3 separate regions of the Mus musculus genome follow, and all the other regions are linked to region 1. The links are chromatin contacts, called in public HiChIP or PLAC-seq maps. All regions are on one chromosome and are shown on one strand. The core of a region is the stretch at or near the end of the contact, and the rest is flanking DNA. Distances in the headings are between cores, read along the strand shown. Region 1 holds the start of B3gnt9 (UDP-GlcNAc:betaGal beta-1,3-N-acetylglucosaminyltransferase 9). Region 2 has its middle 25 kb from the start of Ces2a. Region 3 holds the start of Ces2g (carboxylesterase 2G).

The links. HiChIP or PLAC-seq counts read pairs in DNA pulled down with a chosen protein or histone mark.
Region 2: a contact with region 1 is called in an H3K27ac HiChIP or PLAC-seq map of oligodendrocyte precursor cells, with 6 times the contacts expected there. The contact joins the enhancer-like site here to the promoter of B3gnt9 in region 1. A contact is called at or near these places in 2 of 39 promoter capture datasets (cranial neural crest and hippocampal neurons), 1 of 484 Hi-C or Micro-C datasets (Sertoli cells) and 4 of 115 datasets of contacts at active chromatin or transcription factors (bone marrow-derived macrophages, embryonic forebrain, oligodendrocyte precursor cells and 1 more).
Region 3: an H3K4me3 HiChIP or PLAC-seq map of fetal liver shows a contact between it and region 1, with 4 times the contacts expected there. The contact joins the promoter of Ces2g here to the promoter of B3gnt9 in region 1. A contact is called at or near these places in 1 of 39 promoter capture datasets (erythroid cells), 1 of 484 Hi-C or Micro-C datasets (nephron progenitors) and 1 of 115 datasets of contacts at active chromatin or transcription factors (fetal liver).

What each region holds. Positions count from the first base shown.
Region 1 is chr8:105,252,355-105,257,160 of GRCm38.p6, forward strand. B3gnt9 (UDP-GlcNAc:betaGal beta-1,3-N-acetylglucosaminyltransferase 9) reads right to left here and starts at 2,799. Exons shown (of 2, transcript NM_178879.4): 1 at 2,677-2,799; 2 at 284-2,488. The coding sequence starts at 2,400. The coding sequence ends at 1,201. D230025D16Rik (RIKEN cDNA D230025D16 gene) reads left to right here. Exons shown (of 16, transcript NM_145604.3): 16 at 1-699.
Region 2 is chr8:104,756,538-104,761,343 of GRCm38.p6, forward strand. It overlaps the pseudogene Gm6831 and the pseudogene Gm18475. Among named protein-coding and RNA genes, the nearest start is that of Ces2a, 25 kb to the left of the region's middle. Within about 2 kb of position 1,879, at least 16 of the 459 cell types and tissues checked have an H3K27ac peak or open chromatin away from gene starts, as enhancers often do. A contact at or near this core is called in hippocampal neurons and oligodendrocyte precursor cells, where this site is marked.
Region 3 is chr8:104,959,777-104,964,582 of GRCm38.p6, forward strand. Ces2g (carboxylesterase 2G) reads left to right here and starts at 1,942. Exons shown (of 12, transcript NM_197999.2): 1 at 1,942-2,087; 2 at 2,694-2,904; 3 at 4,100-4,238. The coding sequence starts at 2,012. It also overlaps a transcript of Ces2f not described here.

The DNA.
Region 1 (4,806 bases), core at 1,549-4,048:
GCATGTCTCCATCTTGTTTGCCTCTTTTATTTAATGCCAAAGTGTTAGCCAAAGACACCTTCCTCCTTTTGTTACATTACAGCATTCTGTTATGCACTGTGGGCCAGCTCCTTGCCCTAGTTCTGGGCACTGGCCTGGCCTGGCCTGGCTACTTGGTTTGAGGCCTAGAGGCTCAAGGAACACTAGGCTGCTTGGTTTCTTACATGGGTCTTGCTAATGGGAAGTAGCATATATGTGCTTTAAAATAGTAATCCTTTTGAAAAGAATTGAGAAGAGAAACATATAATTTTATCCCATTTTTAATATTTTGGTCTAGCAACTTGTGATACATAGATGACAATTTTGTGAGTTTTTCAAATGTGTGTACAGATTTTTGTAAATAATGACTTTTGTAATTAACTCATGTACAGCCTCATCTTGTATAGTTCATGATGAATGTGCAGGGGACCTGCCCCAGCTGTCTGTATGGTTCCTGGGCCTACAGCCAGGCCTGTGTGGCACTCCCATGACTGATTTGACAGGTGTCTTCCCATTTGGACCTTCGTCTGGCCAGAGACCCTGCACATCCCACTGTCAGGGTAGCCAGGACTCTTCCCATCCTCGTGATCAGAGGAGACTTCCTCGTCCCCCTTCCAATAAAGCACCTATGCCCACAGTGACAGCGTGCCATGTGCTGCCACTGGGCTGTTTGTACTAAAATGTGAGCTGTTGATTTCCTTGAAGCTGGAGTTGAAGAATATGAGCAATCTTATAGTGGAGGAATCTTAGGACTCCTTCCGGGAGGGGGATGGGTCACCCTTCAGAAGTACACTGGCATGGTTTTGTGTGTGTGTGTATAGTGGGCAAGACGGTGACACATGATGGCCCCGCCCCACATGCTACAGGCAAACCTCGACCTGAAGGGCTTAGTTAGCTCTAACACCAGACCTCAAAGGGAACAGATAAGATATGGCCACTGGGAATCCAATGAGAGAAGGAAGGAAGCTAGTAACTATACGAAAATGCCTGCCAGGTCCACGAGGGCTGAGGCCTGGCTATGGGTATATCCACTTGTGTTTGTTTCATCCCAGCCCTAGCTCTCTCAGTGAGTGATCTGGAGAAAAGTCATGTACACCATAAACCCACATGGAAAACCCCTTTGGGTTCTTTCATGTTCTGTCCTGCAGCTGAGTAAGAGAAGTTTGATACCGTGAGAGATAACTAAGAATTCCATTGGAAGGGACCTGTTGCCACAGGCTGCGGATGTGCACAGACTGGGCCCTGAGGCCCATGCAACAAGCGCCACATAAGCCAGATGTCAGCTGCAGACAGCCCATGTACTACCACCAGTTCTCGGTAGAAACAGGGGTCAAAGGTTCGAAGATGAGGTGCAGCTGAAGGCTGGGAGATGCCAAAGGTGCGAAACGCTGGATGAGGCTCTGGTGTGAGCCGCAAGCGCTGCAAACACATGCCTAGAAAGACATCGTCTATGGGAAAGAGCTCAACTTGTGAGCAAGCATCAGCTAGGCGGCGGAGCGTGGCTCCCGAAAGAACAAAGCCGCCGCCACCTGCGTAGGCAGGGTAAACGGGCAGTCCATACACAGCCCGGGGAATGAAGTACTTGCTGGCTCTAGCTCGGATTGGCCTTGCCTGCACAATCACATCACCCGCAAGAAGGTCCTGTGCGGGATCCCGGAGCTCCAGAAACTGCAGCAGGTTCCTCACGTGCACGAACACATCTGCATCGCCCTTAAAAACAAAGTGTACATCTGGACAGAATGCTGAGGCCCAAGATAGAAAGTGAATCTCCTTCAGCGTTAGATTGAAAAAGGTGTCTTCGAAAGCCCAGAGCAGAATGTCTGCATAAGCTCGGCTCTCCGCCTCCAGCAGGGTGCGCCAGTGCGAACGGGTGCCTGCCCCGCCAGAGCCCGCCCCCTTGGGCACGCCCAACAAGAACACTCGGCGCACGAGTGCCCCCTGCACGCGACCCTCGGCTCCCCAAGTCTGGCGAACGGCTTCCCGCCGCTCAAAGTCCGCAGCCACAGACTTGACAGCGATGAGCAGGTCCGGCGAACCGCCGGATGCGCCGTCGCTGCGGCATTTGCGACGCTGGTTAATGAGCAGCGGGAAGCGCCGTTGGTCCTTGGCGCGCAGATACCCGCCGAAGTCAAAGGGGTCCGTAGGTGTGGGCGGCACCGGAGTGTCCCCCTCGTAGGCCAGCGGGGCCGCGCGGGCGGTGTTAGGGAGCTCGCGTGCTCGGAGGCTAGGAGTGGGCCGCGGGAGCTGGGGTCCTCGCGCTGGTGGTCTGGTCGTGGGGGATGCCACGTCGCGCTGCGCGTAGAGCAGGAGTCCGAGGGCGGCGCTGAGCAGCAGCGTAAGCCACGCGTCTGGGCAAAGGCGCGGCCTCCTCCTCCTCCTCATGTCCAGCCCCGCCCTTCACAGGGCCCTCTATCCTTCCTTCATCCACTCTGTCGACCTCCGTCCCTGCCCCTGCCCCCACCGCAGCAGCCTAAGGGACAAAAAGTTCAGCTTCTAACCTCAGCTCCAGCCCAGAAAGGATGCCAAAGTCTGGACAGGGTGACGCAGGCCTCTCCCCTACCGCCCCCTTACCCACCCATCCAGTGCATCAAAGCTGGGTCCCTTCTACCTTTCCCCCTCCCCGCCTCTGACCTTGGTCCTTAGGACCCCAGCACTCACGCTTGACCGCGGGGGAGGGGTGACAACCCCTGAAACTGTCAGTTCAGGGTCCCAAGGGCAGCCATGACCCCGGCTTGAGCCAAATGCAGCGTTGGCAGGAAGGGGGCTGAGGCCGTGCCACGTGATCCTCCAGCTGTGTACGCCCCGACATCTGGAGCTCAGCTCCGCCTTGGTGCAGGGAGTGCCATCTCTGACTGTGGGCTGGTCCCTGAGAGGGCCTCTCACGGGAGACTCTTGCTGAGAAAGCCTAGTATTTTTGATAGGACGCTGGAACTCCGAGTTTCTAAGCTCAAGAAGTAGACAGCTGATAGGCCCCCAACCCCTAAGCCTGAGTGCTTTAACTTTCAGCTCTTCTGGCCGCCATACCGGGCCATCTTTCAGAAAATCTCTTTCAGCAGCCCTGGTTCACCAAGCAGGAGCCACGAATTGCCCCAATAATATAAAGCTGTCTCCTTACTCCTCGCGCTGGTGGTCTGGTCGTGGGGGATGCCCTCCGAACTCTGCCCTGCTTGCCACCAGTAAACACAAGCATACACACCCGAACAATCAAGACAGCAAGTTCTGTTCCTGCAGACTTACCAGCAGCTCTACCCAAAGAGGACCAATACTTAGTGAGCTAAGTGACTTGCCCCAGGTTGACACAGCCAGAACGCACTGCCCCCAGGAATCTCCCACCCAGCGCTCCTTTGTTCTCTTCATCCACTGGATACAGGAAATGGAACCACTTCTGCCTACAGTAATTTCCCAGACAAGCTCTTCATTCCTGTCACTCCATGCCCGTTCCTGCTCCCCAACATAGCATCCTTGAGGTAGAACTGCCCATGCTGTTGCCTCTGCAGTACAGTTTGGGGTGTCAGGGATTGGTGTTTGCGGGAGGCTTCTAGAAGAGCCCATTGAGCCCAGGTAGGCTGTTTTCTAGATCCCCTGGTTTTCCTACCTCTGAGCTGCTTTGTCATCCAGGCCAAACCACCCACTCTTACCTGCCCACTAGTCTTTTAGGGTTCTGAGGATAAGCTGTGTTATGTACCCTGCATAGCCTCAAGCTAATGACGCCCAAAGTGTTGGGATTACAAGCCTACACTAGTATTCCAGCTCCATTCTTGATTGGTTTCCTCAATTGGGGAACTATAGAGACAGCTGAGCTCCAGAGTCACCAGGATAGTCATTCTTAGTGAATAGAGTGATCAGGGTCTCCCCAGGCCTTCATCCCACTGGCAAATATGACTCCTGGCCATCAGCTTGCCCTAGTCCTCAGCCAAGGACACTGGCCTGTTGCATTCTTCCTCCCAAGCAGCTGTTGATATTCATCCCATTCTCTATCTATCTCTGTCTTGGCCTCTCTCCTCTCCAGGCTTCCTGCCCAAAGGCCTCCAAAGGTGTCTCACTGGCCTTGTTATAAAATCCCAACTCTGGAAGGCTGAGGGTGTGACTCGGTTGCAGACCTAGCATGTGAGAAGCCCCGAGTTTAAGCTCGAGCGTTCTATAAAGTAGGCACGGTGGTACATGCCTGTAACCCCAGCACTCAGGAGGGTTAGAAGTTCAGGGCCATCCCTGGTTTCACAGGGAACTTGATGCCAACCTGAGCTACATAAGACATTGTCTCATAATAAGGGGCAGGGTCAAACTCTGGAGTCTCTAAACAGCCACGGAAGGAGGAACTTTGGGGATAGGTGTGCACGTATGCACACACAGATGTGCAGGTGTGGTATATGGGGTCAGGAGGTGGGGCAGGGAGTTAGGATCTGAACTCCTTGGTCTCTATGCTGCTCTGGACTTTCCACCCAGCAACTGTGTGGCAGAAAGGGGCATTTTATGTACACATCCCTTGTTCTTTTTTCATTTCTAAATCCTTTTTTAAAATTAGGCTTGGGTGCCGGGTAGAAGGCAGTAAAAGACAAAAAAGTGAAGTCTCAGAAGAGCACGAAGAAGACAAAGGTTTAACTTGAAGTTAGGAAACAGAGCCCAAGGCCAGGTGGTGGTGGTGCACACCTTAATCCTAGCACTTGGGAGGCAGAAGCAGGCAGATTTCTGAGTTCAAGGCCGGTCTGGTCTACAGAGTGAGTTCCAGGACAGCCAGGACTGCACAGAAAAACCCTGTCTCGAAAAACAAAACAAAACAGAAGAAAAAGC
Region 2 (4,806 bases), core at 629-3,128, 500 kb before region 1:
AGCGGGCACTTGGGGCCTGGGGTGGGGGAGCTTGGGTTCCTTTCTCCTGTGCTCTGGTAACAATGAGATGGGAATCTCACAATCTGCTGGCATCTGATTACAGAAAACTAACCCAGATGGCATCTCTCCACCAGGTCACAACTCACCAGAGGCCAACCCCATCAGAAACACACACACTGGCCAGGTCCGAGGCAGGCTCGTCCAAGTGAAGGACACTAAATCTGGTGTCCACGCCTTCCTGGGAATCCCCTTTGCCAAGCCTCCTGTAGGACCACTGCGCTTTGCACCTCCTGAGGCCCCTGAACCATGGAGTGGTGTGAGAGATGGAACTGCACATCCGGCCATGTAAGTTATGGGTCCCAGAGGGTTTCAGGCAGACTGTGTTCTGGGTTCTGGGCCATGCTGAAGGGTCTCATCCATCTCAGTGACACAGCAGTTTTCTCTCTTTGGGGATGAGTGCCCCATGGGTTTTTCTGGTGCTGTGCTAAGGTTGAGTAGAACAACTAGGCCAGGCTTCTGAATCAGAACTTGGCACTCATAGGGAGCTAGATGCAGGTACTATTTTTTCCATTAATTTATTTTTTCATATTACATTGGATTCCAGTTCCCCCTCTCTTCCCAGCGCCCCCTTATGTAGTTCCTCTTCACCTCGAAGAAGGGGGAGGTCCCTTACAATGAAGCAACCCATGCTGGCACCTCGTGCCACTGCGGGACTATGTGTATCCTTTCCCACTGAGGCCAGACAAACTGGCCCAGTTAGGGGAGAGGGGAGTAGGATCCAGACACAGGCAATGAAGTCAGGGTAAGGCCCTGCTTTCATTTTGGGGGACCCACATGAAGACCAAGCTGTACATCTGCTACAAATGTGCAGGGGACCTAGGTCCAGCCTTTGTATGCTCTTTGGTTGGTGGTTTAATCTCTGAGAGTGCCCAAAACTCCAGGTTAGTTCACACTGTTGGTCTTCTTGTGGAGTCCCTATCCTCTCTGAATTCTTCAATTCTTCCCCCAACTCTTCTACAAGACTTCTCAAGCTCCAGCTAATGTTTGCTGTGGGTCTATGCATCTGTTTTGATCAGCTGCTGGGTGAAGCCTTCCAGAGGACAGTTATTCTAGGCTTCTGTCTGTGAATCCAAGTTGACAGAAACAAACATAGCCTGCAGCCCCAAGGAGGAAGGCAGGCCTGCAATATGTCTGAATAGATCTTTTGAGAACAGCTCAGACCATTCCCCCCTAAATTGGCAGGGGTTGCTACTAGTTTCATTTATGTCTGTCTCACAAAGGACATCTGTGTATCCAGGCCAGAAGTGATGAATATAGATGTCAACAGTGTCTTAACGGGTTGTTTTATTGTGACAAGGCTTTGGCCAACACAGAGGGAGGGAGGCATCAAGGTCTCACAATGTGTCCCTGTGAATCCAGTACTTCTGCAGACACTGTGTTGTTTCCACTATCCATACATAGATCTCCATGCAGATATGATTGAGCGGCACATTCAAAGTTGGATTCACAGTGATCTCCAAGGAATCCAGGTGCATAGTCACAGATGTGAGCCCCAAGAGCATCCTGACTTGTGGCTCCATATAGAAATGGCTGGGATCCACAGTCAGGAATTTCCAACTCAGTTTATACCAAAATACTATTGAGGACAGACACATGCGTATCTTCCTATATATTGAGGCATACAGCACCAATCACACAGGGGTAAGAAACATATTTATCCATGTTCCAGTCACAATGCCTTCCTTGGTATCCAGGCACACAGAAGCAGGAGTAGCCGTTGTTCCATCCTGGCACAAACCGCAGTGTGGCAAGGTCTGAAAGCACTCTCATTCTGAGCTGTCTCACAGAACCTCCTGCATATGCAGCATGGCAGATACAGGCATGCTGCCCAGGGTTTATGTGGCAGGTGCCTCCCTGTTGGTAGCAGTTTCCAAGGTCTGCCCACTCTACCCAGGATGATATTGAACTGCAGGCTCTGTTGAGAAGAACAAAGATAAAATTGTTCACAGATTAAAATTAAGCCTGGTGTCTGTGTCTCAGTAGGAGGGATCTCCAGGCATGAGTTAATGTGACCTATTAGGCATTGGTCATCCCTGAATCCAGAAGAATAAACTTCAGGTAACTGAGGAGTGCAACAATGATCAATCCGTGCTAACCCCACTCTCATGGTCACTATGACAACCTATTGGGCCAAGTGCCATTAACCAGGAAACACGTGTATATAATTAATTCCCACTGGAGACACTTCAGGCAAAAGAAGTTCCCTGAGAGTCTGCACTTGCGATGAAGGACTACTCACTACCCTTTAAGGCAGCATTGTCCACTGAATCCTCTGGTAGCTGTATGAGTCCAACACTCCAATATTTCAACCTTAATTTGTTTTCTGTTGCTGTAACAAAGTACTGATAAAAGCAAGATAGGGGAGAAAGCCACTATTAGAGGCTCCAGATTACAATCCACCCTTTGGTAAGCACAGAGAATCAAAACTACAGGAACTGCTCACATCACAGACATACCCAGGAACAGAGACTAGAAAATGCTTGCTTGCCTGCTAATGCTTAGCTCACTTTTTTATTCTAATACAATCCCATGAATGTCAGTACAGACAGCCATTCATTTCCATATTGACATCTAGATGTTTCTCTATCCCAGACTCAGAAAGATAACCCAGGGTCCACACGACTGGCAGTCTCCCTAATAATCTGGCCCCGACACAGCTTTCACAGGCCCTGCGGCTTTTTCATTGGGTGGAAAGGACTTAGAGAGAGGATATGTGTTCACAGGCACCATGAGGAGAAGCAGCTGAATGTGGCTGAGATAAAAATCTGCAGACTCACATGGGGTTTGGATCACCATTCATGTCTTGGAATGTCTGTCTGCTCTTTTCATTAGGTGTCTGCAAAATCTTGAACTACTGTATCCAGAGGGCCTGAAGGAGATGAAACTGAACCTGTTTCCCTTCTCTATGTCCGAGGACTGCCTGTATCTCAATCAACATCTACACACCAGCCCATGCCCAGGAGGGCTCTAGCCTGCCTGTGAGTGTCAAGATATGGTCAGAGTGGGGAGAGGGCATTTTTTCAAGAAGATTAGAAGGGACAAAAGCAACCTGAGTTCCATTGCAGAACCTGATGAACCTGATGGACCTCTTACTTTACTTGGGTCAAAGAAGGCAGTTGAAACCTGGGTACGGGACAAAGAGCACTAGACCACCAAACCATCAAAGGCTCTAGCTCTTGATAAAACCAGAACCCATTCTACAACTCCTGATCTGCAGAATCACTTAGGGGCTCAAGACCTCAACACGGAGGTCACCCAAACGTATACTTTTGGATGATCTGTTGTGACAATGATGGTTGAGGATCCTTTTCATTTTTAATCTGGAGAAATATCCATGGATACACCCCCCTTTGTTCTACTGTGAAGACTCTGAGTAATGATGACATCACTCTATACATAGAAGTATTAATTCAAAGTGCAACACATGGTGAGAATTGGGACTAGAAGCTACTAGAGGCCCAGGCTGTGCCCAAGGCCCTGAAGTCCTGATGATTTTTATGTATTTCTGTAGCTGCACAGAAGCACAGCAGTTGATATTCTAGTAAGCAGACTAGAGAGCTTGGGCAGGCTAGGAGCCTCCTGGCATCTCTCTTGACTTCTCCAGGTGATGGTGTGGATCCACGGTGGTGGACTGGTTGCAGGCATGGCTTCCATGTATGATGGATCCGTGCTGGCAGCCACTGAGGATGTGGTGGTGGTCACTATCCAGTACCGCCTGGGTGTCCTGGGTTTCTTCAGGTAAGTCTGGGGCTGGGTTGGGAAATGATTTGCTGATCACAACCTAGACAGTCCTTTGATCCATGTCCCTTCCACTTCTCAGCACTGGGGACCAGCATGCCAGAGGCAATTGGGGATACCTGGACCAAGTGGCTGCCCTACGCTGGGTCCAGCAGAATATCGCCCACTTTGGTGGCAACCGTGACCGGGTTACAATTTTTGGCGAGTCTGCAGGTGGCACAAGTGTGTCTTCACTTGTTGTGTCCCCCATGTCCCAAGGGCTCTTCCATGGTGCCATCATAGAGAGTGGGGTGGCCCTGCTGCCTTACCTTATCTCCAACACCTCTGAGATGGTCTCCACTGTAAGTGCTCCAACACTGCCGCTCAGTCTTTATATTCTGGTACTTTGGTGTTCTGTTCATTGGGAAAATCAAGGACCATGGAAGGTAGTTTCTTGCCAATCATTTCAGAGAAACTCAGCGGTTAGTATCTACTCACCTCTACTTCATACTGAGTGACTACGCTATCTGACCAGCAAACTAGTCGTTGAAGCTTCTATCATTGGCAAAAGAAGTAAGCATGTGCTTGGTAGCTGCTTCATTGATTTTTAAAAGTGCTTGGAGTGCAAGCCTGAGGACATAAGTTCAAACACCCAGAATCTCCAAAGGCCTAGTAACATGTAATGGTAAACTATATGTTCCTCTGGTTGCATGGGAGCCAGAGATAAGAGAGCCTCTGGATGATCACAGACCAGCTTAGGTAGTCTAGGCAACAAAAATGAAAAGACAGCCTGCCAAATAAGGGGGACGGGAAGACTGGTATTTTGTCCTCTAATCTTCATGTACAATCCTTGACAGACTTACTCCTTCCCTCATATATAAAATAGAGGAAGGTCAATGGAGAAAACAAAACTACTCTAAACAAAAAGAACAGGTGTGTGGGTAGAAAGGATCCTGATGCCTGCTGTCACCTTTGACCAATTGCACAATGGGAACAACATGTATTTATTCCAATCCACACAACACACGC
Region 3 (4,806 bases), core at 692-3,191, 290 kb before region 1:
GAACCGGGAACTTCTCAGCCCTCATGGTCCAGCAATTCTTTGTTCAGGGAACTTGGTATAGAGAGAACAGCTACCAAGAAAGGCTTAGACGACAGACAGGACAAGAGTACATTGGAGGGGTGAAATTGAATCAAAGAAGCCCCTGTTGCTTAGAGAAGGAAGGAAAAAACATGCTGGGTTATGCCAGGGAAGCAGAGAGACACAACGAAGAAGTCCTGTAGTGACATTCTGTAGGCTCTGGATTAGTATTTGGATAATAAAGACTGTAATCATAATTTGTAATCAAGGTTAATTCTCACTAAATACTATCTGACACTGAGACCCACGAAACTTCCTCCAGAGAGTCAGGCTGGACTGGATATGGGCTCCTGGTCATGCATTCCTTAATTTAACCTGCCAGGCTTCTTTGTAATTCTGAAACTTCTATTTATACATTGATGTATTTGGCTTTATCATAGATTTAACCCAGTATTGGAACCATTAAGGCCCAATTAAATACTGGTCATATGGATAAGAATGAGATTGACTAGGGTGTGGTAAGAAAATGTCCCTCCAACCCTGATGACCCAAGTATCACTTTGTGGTCCACACAGTATGAGAATACGAACTTACACAAATTCTCCTTTTATCTCCATATGTGATCCATGGCATGGAAGAACCTTCATAATATATACATGAGCACAATACATAAATAAATGCAAACATTAAAAATATCGATTAAGTTAATAAATAACTGTGAAGTTGATCTTGGCCAGCAGAGGAGACACATCATAATGAACAGGGGCTGCGGACTTGAAATGCTCCAGAATTGCAGTGTGTTATGATGAAAGGAATGTAACCTAACAAGGAGGGTCCATGTATACCCTAATATCATCATAGGGACCAGGGACCCTGGAAGCAGACTCAGAAAACTGAGTTTTCAAAGGTCAGGGGAGTCTTGAAAATGAATGTCACACTCAGAGCTCCCGCATTTGCCTGATTCTCCTGTGACATCTTGACTATGACCTTCTCACTGTTAGAGCTCCTGTTAGCGCTTCCTGCCCAGGTGAGGGGACAGCATTTCTGGTATCCCAGATGATCTCTAGAATCCATGATATGCCTTTCTGGGAGGCCAAAGAGGGAACAGAAACAGCAGAGGCAACCCTGATGGCTATTCTTGCTATCAACTTGACTACATCTAGAATCTGGAAATGGAGAGTACACCAGTGAGAGGTTGTTTGCTTGGTTTGAAGTAGACAAATTTACTTTTAGTCTGAACATTTGAGGTAAGGAAGCACATGCCTGTCCCTAGGAGGAACAACAATATGAACTAACCAGTAACCCCAGAGGTCCCTGGGACTAAACCACCAATCAAAGAGGGAATCATGGCTCTAGCTGCATATGTAGCAGAGGATGGCCTAGTTGGTCATCAATGGGAGGAGAGGCTCTTGGTCCTGTAAAGGTTCTATGCCCCAGTATAGGGGAATGCCTGGGCCAGGAAGCAGAAGCAGAAGGAGGGGGGAGAGGATAGGGGATTTTCAGAGGGGAAACTAGATAGAATATTTGGATCTTTGCCTGCTTGCTCCCACCTTGCTAGCAAGTCCAGTCCTTAACTGGCATTAGAGCCTACTTCTCCAGGATTTCAGCATCGACTGAAGACCAGATGAGACATCCAACCTTGTGGATTGAGCAACTGCTGGATTCTTTCTATTCATAGCTAGACACGGTTCAATTACTAGCGCCATTGCCTGTAAGTTGTTCTAATAAATCCAGTTTCTATATATTTATGTAGAGAGATTCATTCTATAAGCCCTGCTACTCTGGAAAATCCTGATAAATACAGCGACTTTGCCCTGCCTCCAGGCCATTGGCTCCAGTTACTTCTGACTAAACAGTTCTTCTACAATGAGAACTTGCTCCACCTTTATCTTTTTGGCTCAAATTCCTGCCTGGGCAAGGCTCACATATTCTGCTTCCTGTTTGTGAAACGTGGTCCTCCTAGCAGCACAGACTCAGAGCCTGAGAGCCGGCCATGCCACGGAACCAAATGCATAGCTGGCTGGATGCTGTGTTCTTTGGACTCCTGCTTCTCCTCGGCCATGTGCAGGGTGAGGCTCACTAAACTGGCATGGGGAATGACTGGAGTCAGAGCTGCCAACTTCTGCATGTCAGAGCTGAGCTTGTGGGAGGGAAGGCACAGGGCAGGGGGAAGGGTTTGGAAATGACAGCTAAAAGTGTGGGAAACCTGTGCCTCCCGATTCACTGACCAAAACCCTCAGATTTTATGAGCCCACTAGCATACAGAGTCAGAGACATCTAAGATCACTCCATACTGAGGAGACAGTTCACTGTAAGGAGCTCTAGAGAAAATGCTAGACAATTCAAATGAAAATGAGAAGTCATTTTCTTTTCTTGGTATATAGCTACAACTTACCTTTTAATAATAATAATAATAATAATAATAATAATAATTCGTATAGCCAAATGGTTCTTTGGCCTACAGAAACGCTGTAGAGCCCTTCAAAATAGGAATAGGAAAGGATCCAAGGTCTGAGGGATAAAGGAGTTTCCACACTCACACCCTACAACTGAACTAGGGAGGCGGTTATGGGTTCCCTTTGCCTGTGCCCTGATAACAGTGAGATAGGAACTCCCACAACCTTGTGGCAACTGATTACAGAAAACTAACCCTGAAGCATCTCTCTCTCTACCAGGTCACGACTCACCAGAGACCAGCCCCATCAGAAGCACACACTCTGGCCAGGTCCAAGGCAGGCTCATTCACGTGAAGGACACTAAAGCTGGTGTCCACACCTTCCTGGGAATCCCCTTTGCCAAGCCTCCTGTAGGACCACTGCGCTTTGCACCTCCTGAGGCCCCTGAGCCATGGAGTGGTGTGAGAGATGGAACCTCACAGCCAGCCATGTAAGTTCTGGACCCAGAGGGTTTCAGGTACTGGGGGAGACTGTGCTCTGAGCTCTGGGCCATGCTGAAGTGTCTCATTCGTTTCAGCTACAGAGCAGTTTTCTCTCTTTGTGGATGAGTGCCCCGTGCATTTTTCTGATGATGTGCTAAGCCTGATGAGAACAACTGTGCCAGGCTTCTGGGTCAGAGCTTGGCACTCAGAGAAAGTTAGCATCAGGCAAGATTGAGATGAGCTAAGATAAAATTGTTCAAGGATTCAGATTATGCCCAGTGTTCTCTGCCACAATGGGAGGGATCTCCAGGTATGAGTTAATGTGACCTATTAGACAGCATTGCCTCTGAAATCAGGAGAATATACTCCAGATCACTGAGGTGTGCAGCAATGACGGATACTTGATAACTCTACCCTCACAGTCACTGTGACAACCTATATGGCCAAGTGTCATTGGCCAGGGAACAAGTATATGTAATTAATTCCCTGTAGAGACACTGCAGACAAGAGAAGTTCCTTGAGAGTCTGCACATGTGATGAAGGACTACTCACTACCCTTTAGGGCAGCATTGTCCACTGAATCAATCCTCTAGTAGCTGTGTAAGTTCAACACTCTAATATGGGGATCTTAGATTGTTTTCTGTTGCTGTAATAAAGTACGGACAAAAGCAACTTAGGGGAGAAAGCTACTATTAGAGGCTCCAGATTACAGTCCATCCTTTGGTAAACACAATGAATCAAAACTACAGGAGCTGCTCACATCACATCCACGCCCAGGAACAGAGACTAGAAAATGCTTGCGTGCCTGCTAATGCTTAGCTCGATTTTCTTATATAATTCCATGAATGTCACTACAGACAGCCAATCATTTCCAGAGAGACACCTATAAGTCTCTCTCTCTCTCTCTCTCTCTCTCTCTCTCTCTCTCTCTCTCTCTCTCTCTCTCTCTCTCTCTCTCTCTCTGACTCAGAAAGAATAACATCCAGGCCCCACCCTACTGGCTGCCCTAGAAATCTGGCCCCAGCCCAGCTTTCACTGAGCCTATGGCTTTTACCTTGGTTGGAAGGTATTTAGACAGGACATAAGTATTAACAGGGCATCTATGACAAGCAGCTAAAGGTGGCTAAGAAAATAAACTCCAGACTCACATTTGGTTATACTCACTATACATCTCTTGGAATAACTGTCTCCCATTTTTACCAGTTGTCCACAAAATGTTACGATGAATATGGAGGGCCTGAAGGAGTTGAAACTGACCCTGCCACCTGTCTCTATGTCCGAGGACTGCCTGTATCTCAACATCTACACACCAGCCCACGCCCAGGAGGGCTCTAACCTGCCTGTGAGTATCAGGCCGTGGCCAGCTTGGGGAGAGGGGATTTTTTTTCAAGGTTAGAAGGGACAAAAGCAACCTGAGTTTTACTATAGGGTGGACTTTGATAAGTCTTAGCTTACTTAGGTCAAAGAAGGCCATCTCAGCCACACAATGCAGTTGGAACCTGGGTATGGGACACAGAGCACTGGAGCACTGGAGCACTGAGCCATCAAAGGCTCCAGCTCTTTATAAAACCAGAACTCATTCTACAACTCGTGCTCTGCAGAAACACTTAGGGACTCAACCTCAACACAGAGGTCACCCAAACTTATACTTTTGGGTTATCTGTTGTGACAATGAGAGTTGAGGATCCTTTCCATTTTTAATCTGGAGAGATATCCATGGAGACACCTCTCTTTGTTGCACTGTGAAGAGCCTGAGTAGTGATGATATCACTCTATACACAGAGGCATTAATTCAAAGGGCAACACATGGCGGGAATGGGGACAAGAAGCTACTAGAGGACCCTTGCTGTGGCCAAAGCCCTGAAGTCTGGGGGGTTTTATGTATTTCTGTAGCTTCACAGAAGCACAGC